2 separate regions of the Danio rerio genome follow, and region 2 is linked to region 1. The links are chromatin contacts, called in public Hi-C maps. All regions are on one chromosome and are shown on one strand. Each heading gives the region's core, a stretch centred on a gene start, on an enhancer-like site or on the middle of the called end of the contact. The rest is flanking DNA. Distances are from core to core; before and after follow the strand shown.

Region 1 (3,833 bases), core at 821-3,320:
AACTATTTCGTATTGTCATATTTATAGCTATTGGGTGTAGTTCCTTTTGAGATATATAATAAAGACTCTAGAAAAATGAGTTTGAAATAATGATAAACATAAAACTAGTCATACGTATTGTCACAAAGACGTGTGGACTACCACCACAATAAAAAGGCCCTTTAAAAGTCCCCTTGAAACTGTTTAGCATTAGTTTTCTCTTAAAATTGAAACAAGAAATCACAGGGAATCCGTGAAAAATAACTTATTTTACGCAAGTTTAAAATCGTTTATAAAAGCCACACGTAGCTTCCCACCAGAACTGCGAACATGTGCGACCGTTACTTAGTTTGTTTCTGTTAATAGATGCCTCAGTGTATATTTGGTAAAATTGAGTTATCAGTCAGACAGTGTATAATAAATCCCGCTAGTAAAACTCTCAGCATGAAAATCTGTCTTCCAAAATGAGAATCATCAGCAATTAGTGCAAAAATGTCAAACCAGGTCATTAACATATGAAAATATCAACTTATAGCTTATGTTTAAACGTATGTACCATTTATATAGCCCATTGGCCAAAATGTTTGTTACATTCTGTATCTGCGCTGATCCTCTTCATGATAGTCACTGGAGGTGCTTCATGTGCCCGCGGCTGCACAAATACAGTCGTCAAGACTAAGTAACCATGACACGAGAACACCATGACTGGAAAAACACCGTAAATGATGGGTTACGACTTTGTAGATTAGGAGGTATATATATATATATATATATATATATATATATATATATATATATATATATATATATATATATATATATATATATATATCATACGTTTGAGGGTTTAGGTGACAAGTTGCTTAATTTTGGACCCCAATCGTATTGCGGAGGGAATCTACTGCGTAATTTACTCAGGAGTTCATATGTGCGTTTTTGAAGAAAAAAATCTATTCTTAAAAACAAAACAAGAAATCATATTACATAGTTATTTAAAATGCAAAACTGGTGTTTGGAAAGCATAGTGGAGTACAGTATGAAGCGTAGCGTTTGTGGGTGCTCATGCCGAGCGCGCGTCACCTCCAGCGGGCAGGAGACTGCCAGCGCACGAGATGAGCTTTCACCAAAATCACACTAAAACAAACTGGAACTAGAATACGAGAGGCTCGTCCTTTCAGTTTGCTAGTTTACTTCTTCCTCATTTTCCAGCCAGGGTTAATAATAAATGTTAAATGTTGCACATTTTGGCGTTTTTTGTCTGACAGTTAGGTACGAAAATATACCTAGTCAAAATTCAATATAAATGCCTATAATTATGAATAATTTAATACACAGCTTATATGCCTACTACATTGTCACGTAAAAACATAAGCGTGAATTCGAACCTGCACTGACAAATACAACTAAAAAAAGAGAAAATATAAAAAAACAAGAACTTACCCTCCTGTCCATAAACTAATGCCGCACACAAGACAAGTAAAGATCCACAGAGCTTTGCGAATAAATCCATCTTTCCTGGGTGAATGTTCACCCAGCGCGCGTAGAGGAAAAAGCTGAAGTTCTTGTGATGTTCTTTGTAAATGTTCTTCTCCACTGATGTTGTATCCACTTGTGTCTTTGAGTCCGATTACAATATCTTCCGCTTGATTTCTCGGTGTGCTTCAAAATGCTGGATGCGTAAATTCAACCCAGGCTGTTTAACATCTCCGGTTGTATCCTAAACAAAAGCAACGCAAACAAAACAAAAAAGGCTAAACCGCTTTCTCTTTAAAAGCCAGAGTTCAGAGCGAAAACATATTTTGGCTTGATTTCCTCGAGCTACAGCGGCGCGCGAGTGAACGAGGAGTGAGGTGAGCCGCGCGTTCTCTCGCCTTCCAACCCAAGTGACATGGAGCGTTTTCCCGATCTTGTCGCCTCAGAATCCACCACCAAGCGCTCTATAACTCGCATATGAGAAACACTATCAGAGAAAGGCAGCTCGGATGTGGTCTTCCGTACAGTGGGTCCGTGACTGAAGTCTTGGGATAGAGATCCTCCGCGCGCTGTCTCTTTGGCACTGCGCGTCTCTGCGTTTGAGCGCTGAGTCTTGCGCGGCAGCAGCATGTGGATGTAATAGCATTAAGGACGGGCGCAGCTATCGCATTACAGTCAGCACCTCGGCCCGCCTCTCCAGTCTCTGATTAAAGACCAGCCACTAGTCCCGCAGTTACGCTATAAAAAGGCGAGCGAGGGAAACACAAGCGCCCACAGCCACACGGGCTCGTCAAACGCTCGTGGCTGTGCGAAACCACAAGGTGGTTTGGAGAGTTTCTTCAAGGTGGTAGACGATGTAGGCTACACGCTGACAAATAATGAGGTTTAAAAAGTCCTTTTAAAGTCTCATTTAAATATTTAGCGTCTCATTAATGAACAAAGCGACTTTTTTAGATCAAAGTTTTCAAATATTCACAGCACTGTGAAAAAAAATTAAGAAGTATTAATTAACAATTATTTAGATTTGGCAGCTTATTAATTGCCTAACTTTTCCAAAACCCTTTAAAATATTAAGAAACTTTTCAGAAAACAAACAAAAAAGGTTTTGTAGAATAAGTTTAGGTCAAAACTACTTTTTGAAAAAATAAAAGAAATATCAATAAACAATTAATTAGATTTGGGAACTTATCAATTGCCCAACTATACCAAAACTCTTTAAAAATCTTAAGAAACTTTTCAGAAAACAAAAACAAAGTATTGCAGGATAAACATGTCAAAACTGCTTGACGACATAATAAAATTAAATTATAACCTAATGATATAATTTTATGTTTCACCAACATATTGGTGATATTCTTTGATTGCATTGATTGAAATAAAAAGTATTAAGTTAAGGCACTAAAAAAAATCAAAACAAATAATCCCTGTGCATCTAAGTAAAATAAAATACTTTTATACACTTTTAACTACGTAACTTAAGTAATTATGTAATCATATGAATGAAAAAAAAAAGTTTTTATAAGGTTAATCTGTTTGAAAAGAACAAAAACACTGATCTTGACAGCAAATGAAATGTTTCAGAAAACAAAAAAACTATTGTAGAATAAACCGGAAAAAATGCTATATCACTGAACCACATAGGGGGAACAACAGACTGAAACTGTTGTAATTATGATAATTATGCATAAGCTGCCATTAAGTTTGACCATGTGATCCATGATTGATGTTAGAGAGCTAGCAGTTTTGATGCCCTCCAGTTGACTTTAAGAAGAAAAGTAAAAAAGCTGAGTTGAGCCATACATTAGGTAAGGCGTTGTGCATGGTAATGTGTGGCTGAGGTTGAATTAATGCAAATGTTTCTGACAGAAAGCCAAGGAAAGATCAACAAGGGTACGGGGGTCAAACTCTGTGTAAAAATACAAGAAACCGAACAATCCAATGGTAAACGTTCCATGACGACAGATGTTTGACAGAAACTAAAAACATCTGTTTTTCTTTCCTTCTGACTGATGCACTGTTGAAAATAAACACACACACACACACAGTTAACAAGAACAAAAAAGGAGAAGTTTGTGGTAGGATGTGTGGGTCACTGAGAAAAAGGAGAAGAGAAAACAGATCTTGGGGAGAGAAATGTCCCTTTGGCTCATCCAGGATCCTTTAATTTAGACCCCCTGTGCTGAGAAATATAAAAATGAGAAAGTAAGTTACAGCGGGAGGTTTGGTTTAGAAAGAAGGGCTAGAATAAACCACACTGTGCACATCAAAGCTAGCGAAGAACCCAAGCTCTCAGATATGTTCTTGTGCACAGATCTTCTCAGATCCACCCAACGCGGGACCAGCGAGGGCCCCAGTCCGCCACTAACTACAGTGGCTTTAAT
Region 2 (3,833 bases), core at 895-3,394, 190 kb after region 1:
CTGGGAATCAAATCCATGACCTTGGTATTGTTTAGCAGCTGAGCTACAGGAAAGAGTCCAAGATGGCACAGAATTGCAGGTACAGTATACCTTCTAAAGGACACACTCACATTTGTTCTGTTCCAAACCCTAGTGTGCTGCCTACGTAAGCAGTATTTTAGGGTAGCATTTTAAGGCATTGAAGTCACACTCCCAACATGAAGAGGCAGGGAAATTATACCGCCTACGAAGATAGTTATTCTGCTTAGATGCATTTGCCCTCAGTATTATCTGAATTTCCTACATTTTTCATTCAAAAGTTTAAGGTCGGCACACTTTTTTATATTTATTTATTTTTGTTCATCTCACAATTCAAATAATCACAAATGATTTGCATATATTACTAAAAATAAAGCAAAAATAGTATTATAACAGTATAATAATATAGTATACGTTTCTATCGCTTACAATGTCATTGTTTTGTGGAAAAGCTGATTTAAAAAAAAGTATTAATAAGAAGATAGTAATAGTATGATGTATATCTGAAGCAACATTTATTCTTATTATTATTGATAATCAATGCTAAATAATTAATTTCTACATTATTTGATAAGTTATTTACTTGGAACAGGGGTGTCTAAACTCTGTCCTGTAGGGCCGGTGTCCTGGAGCTAATCAAGTTCTTACTAGATATACAAGAAAACTTCCTGGCAGGTGTTAAAGCAAGTTGGAGATAAACTATGCAGGACACTGACCCTCCAGGACTGAGTTTGGACACCTCTGACTTGGAATGTTGACTGCATTGTGTTGTGCTTCATACTTAACATAAAATTAATGTCTGTAAAATAATTAATAAATATATCTAAGTAAAAATGGTAATACATACACACTTACAGTCTATATATCTGATGTTGTGTTCACACCACACATGACACTTGCAAATAAATCATGCTATTTGCACATAGTTTACTCACTTCATCTGCACAAATTAGCTTCATTCACATGTGAAATTCACTTTACATTAGATGCGGATTCGCATCATGGGCGGGCATCTCGCTTTGATGCTAAATGGCTAACATGGATTTTATTGAGAGAGTAGTTGTGTTTATGTGCTTTAGGAAGGCTGAAAAACAGTGTATATTTGTTCGGCGCTGTTTCAGGGTCCACTTGATTCTTTCAGAGGTGCACCCAGCTCTGTGAGTTCATTGACTTCTCCAGAAGCCTTATCTGGAGGATGAAAGCTTTCAGCGGTGGTTCAGATTGAGCAGAGCCCAGTTTTATGAGCTGTTTCCAGCGTCGACAAGAGGAACTCCCCTCGGGACACCAACAACAAGTACTACGTCATAATCATGCCCCTACAGTAGCGAGCTTCTGATTGGTTAACTGAGTTGGTTTTTTCCAACTCGAGTGATTTGCAGGATCGCTATGCAGGATGTCTGTTTACTTCTTTGCTTTGACTTAATATGTAAATCACTCGTGCTGTGTGCTTCATCCGCGTCTGGTATGAACGCACCATAACACTGCCTTTCTTGGTTGCTGGACTATAGATACAAGAATTACAAAATACTTACTACTGTCTATTTAGAAACTGCTTTTACCATGACTTCAGTGATTTTAAAAGCTCTTTATGCAATAATTATTGCCTAGTTACATTTCACCCAAACTGTATATAAAGCATACTTTTAGACGCAAAGTGTGTATTGTCAAGTATGTTTACCTATACATGAAACTGATCCTCTGCTTTAAACCCATCCAAGTGTGGTTTATTCACTTCCCCCATTTTCAATTCCTGCCAGTACCAGGAATCGAACCTGCAACCCTTCAATTTCAAGTCCAGCTCTCTAAACATTAGGCCACACAAAAAGGCATAAGTGGATTGGTGAGTAAATAGAATAAATACACTCTACAAGTGTGTGATTTGGATGTGGCATACCATTAGCTTAGCAACATACTAGTCTACTTTCCCATTGTATCTGTTAATAAAAAAATATAATTCTTTTTCATAAGGCAGCAGCTCTGTTTTTTTGGAGCTGATCCATTTTTTGATACCAGTATTAAAAAAGCCAAAACCTAATTTCATCTGAACGTCAGTAGTCCTCACAAGTGAACTTGTGGTCACCAAGACTATACCGCAGTCATGCTTGAGCAATGCAGTCACTGAGTCAGCACAGAAATCCATAGAGTGGTCGAGCAGTCATCAATCAATGTCTACACACACACACACACACACACACACACACTCCATATCAACCCTACTGTAGTCTTGAAACACACTCACAGGACAGTCTAAAACCAAGAAATTTTGAAACTTAACACATAAAAACACACACATATGTAAAAAAAAAAAAAAAAACATGACTTCAACCGCAGGATCCTCTGGCAGACAAAAAGCTAAAACATTTACTGGAAAGCAGGATTGTGTGAAACCGATTGGCTTGCATTGGAAAGAGCTGAACAGTTCTAGTTTTTGGAAAAGCCCAACTAAACTAATCCTGAACCAAATGTCTTTTTCAATTCTCTGTGTTTACTGGGGAACATCCGTGCGGGTCGATCGAGTGTGATATGTACAGAAATGTCCATAAAAGGGCTCCATCTGAACGCAGACGAGAGGCAGCTGCAACAATAGGCAGACATAATTTGTCTGTCATGAGGAGTATTATTTATATCCAAGGTCTAGACTACATCACAGTCACAGAACAGGGTGTGGAAACTTCTGTGAACGTCTCTCCAACGGTGCGTGTAAAGTCGCAGGATATGGAGAATGTCTACCTTCAGGCGATTGTCATCATTTCCAAGATCATTTCCAAACCATTTCACCGTGCAAAGAAAAAAAAAACGTCGACTGATAACTTTGTTTTGCTTTGACGCAGCGAGTGTTTGTTTCCTTCAGCGGCTGAATAATTAGCACTGAATAAATAGATAAATAAGCACAGACGAGCAAACGAATAAATGCAGTGTCGACCTTAATGAGCAGGCTCGTTAGATTGGGTGATTGCTGTTTGGAGTTAGTTTAATTCGATCTGCCTCTCTAATCCCACAGCCGGCGATGCTTCATTGTTCGCCGCAGCTCTTACAAAAACAGACGTTAGCTCATTTGAATTTGAGAGGTATAACTATTGATCTGGCACAAAGGGAATTACTATGTGTTCTGAGTGAAAACAAATTACGGCGGTTTGTCCCAATCCTAATAAAGAAAAGCAGCAATGCATTTGGTGGAAGTTTCTACCAGTCTGTATTGCAGAAATGAGCATGTATAGAGATATACTGAGGCAATTATCTGCTCAGATTGAGGGAAAGGTAAAAGTGGTGTGAATGTAAGGCGCAAAATTAACTTTCTGCTAATGGATGGTGAATTCTAAGCACTGAATGCTCTGATATTCTGGTGGGAAAGATCTTATTTTTCTTTTTACTTAGTGGAAAAAAAACAGATCAAAGTATGTAAGATGCATTGTAAATGAGATGTACTTTAAGGATTAATATGTGCAGCATGCTTTCCTTCATAACAAAATAAACACACAATGATAACAGTAAGAAACAACAGTAGATGAGAAAGCATCAAACGCAAATCTGAAAGTATCCAAAGAAAATGTGCTTTGTAATTTCCCATTTGAGTCACATCATGTTTATTTACAGTATATAGCACGGTATGCAATCTTCTTGTGTCGATGTTGCTTTCATTTACGCCCCATTTGTGAGCATCAATGCTTGACGGGGTTGAGCCTGAAGGTGGGGCGGATGCAATCCTCATAACAATGAAATTAGACGGCAATTATCTACTGTCTGAGCTGGGGTATTTGCATAAAGTGATCCAATTGGCTGACGCTTCTAATGGCGCGTAAAAAAGTTGAGAATTC

Evidence for each region. A called contact is a pair of places that touch in the nucleus more often than the background predicts.
Region 2: a Hi-C map of an unstated tissue shows a contact between it and region 1, with 3 times the contacts expected there. The contact joins the enhancer-like site here to the promoter of nrp2b in region 1. A contact is called at or near these places in 1 of 18 Hi-C or Micro-C datasets (an unstated tissue) and 2 of 4 datasets of contacts at active chromatin or transcription factors (embryo and gastrula embryo).

The regions. Positions count from the first base shown.
Region 1 is chr9:14,683,847-14,687,679 of GRCz12tu, forward strand. It overlaps nrp2b (neuropilin 2b), which reads right to left and starts at 2,071. Exons shown (of 17, transcript NM_212966.1): 1 at 1,420-2,071. The coding sequence starts at 1,489.
Region 2 is chr9:14,873,432-14,877,264 of GRCz12tu, forward strand. All of the region lies in intron 21 of pard3bb (par-3 family cell polarity regulator beta b), which reads right to left. The region is part of intron 1 of LOC141376089 (a long non-coding RNA gene); the gene reads right to left. Among named protein-coding and RNA genes, the nearest start is that of nrp2b, 190 kb to the left of the region's middle. Within about 2 kb of position 2,145, at least 7 of the 62 cell types and tissues checked have an H3K27ac peak or open chromatin away from gene starts, as enhancers often do.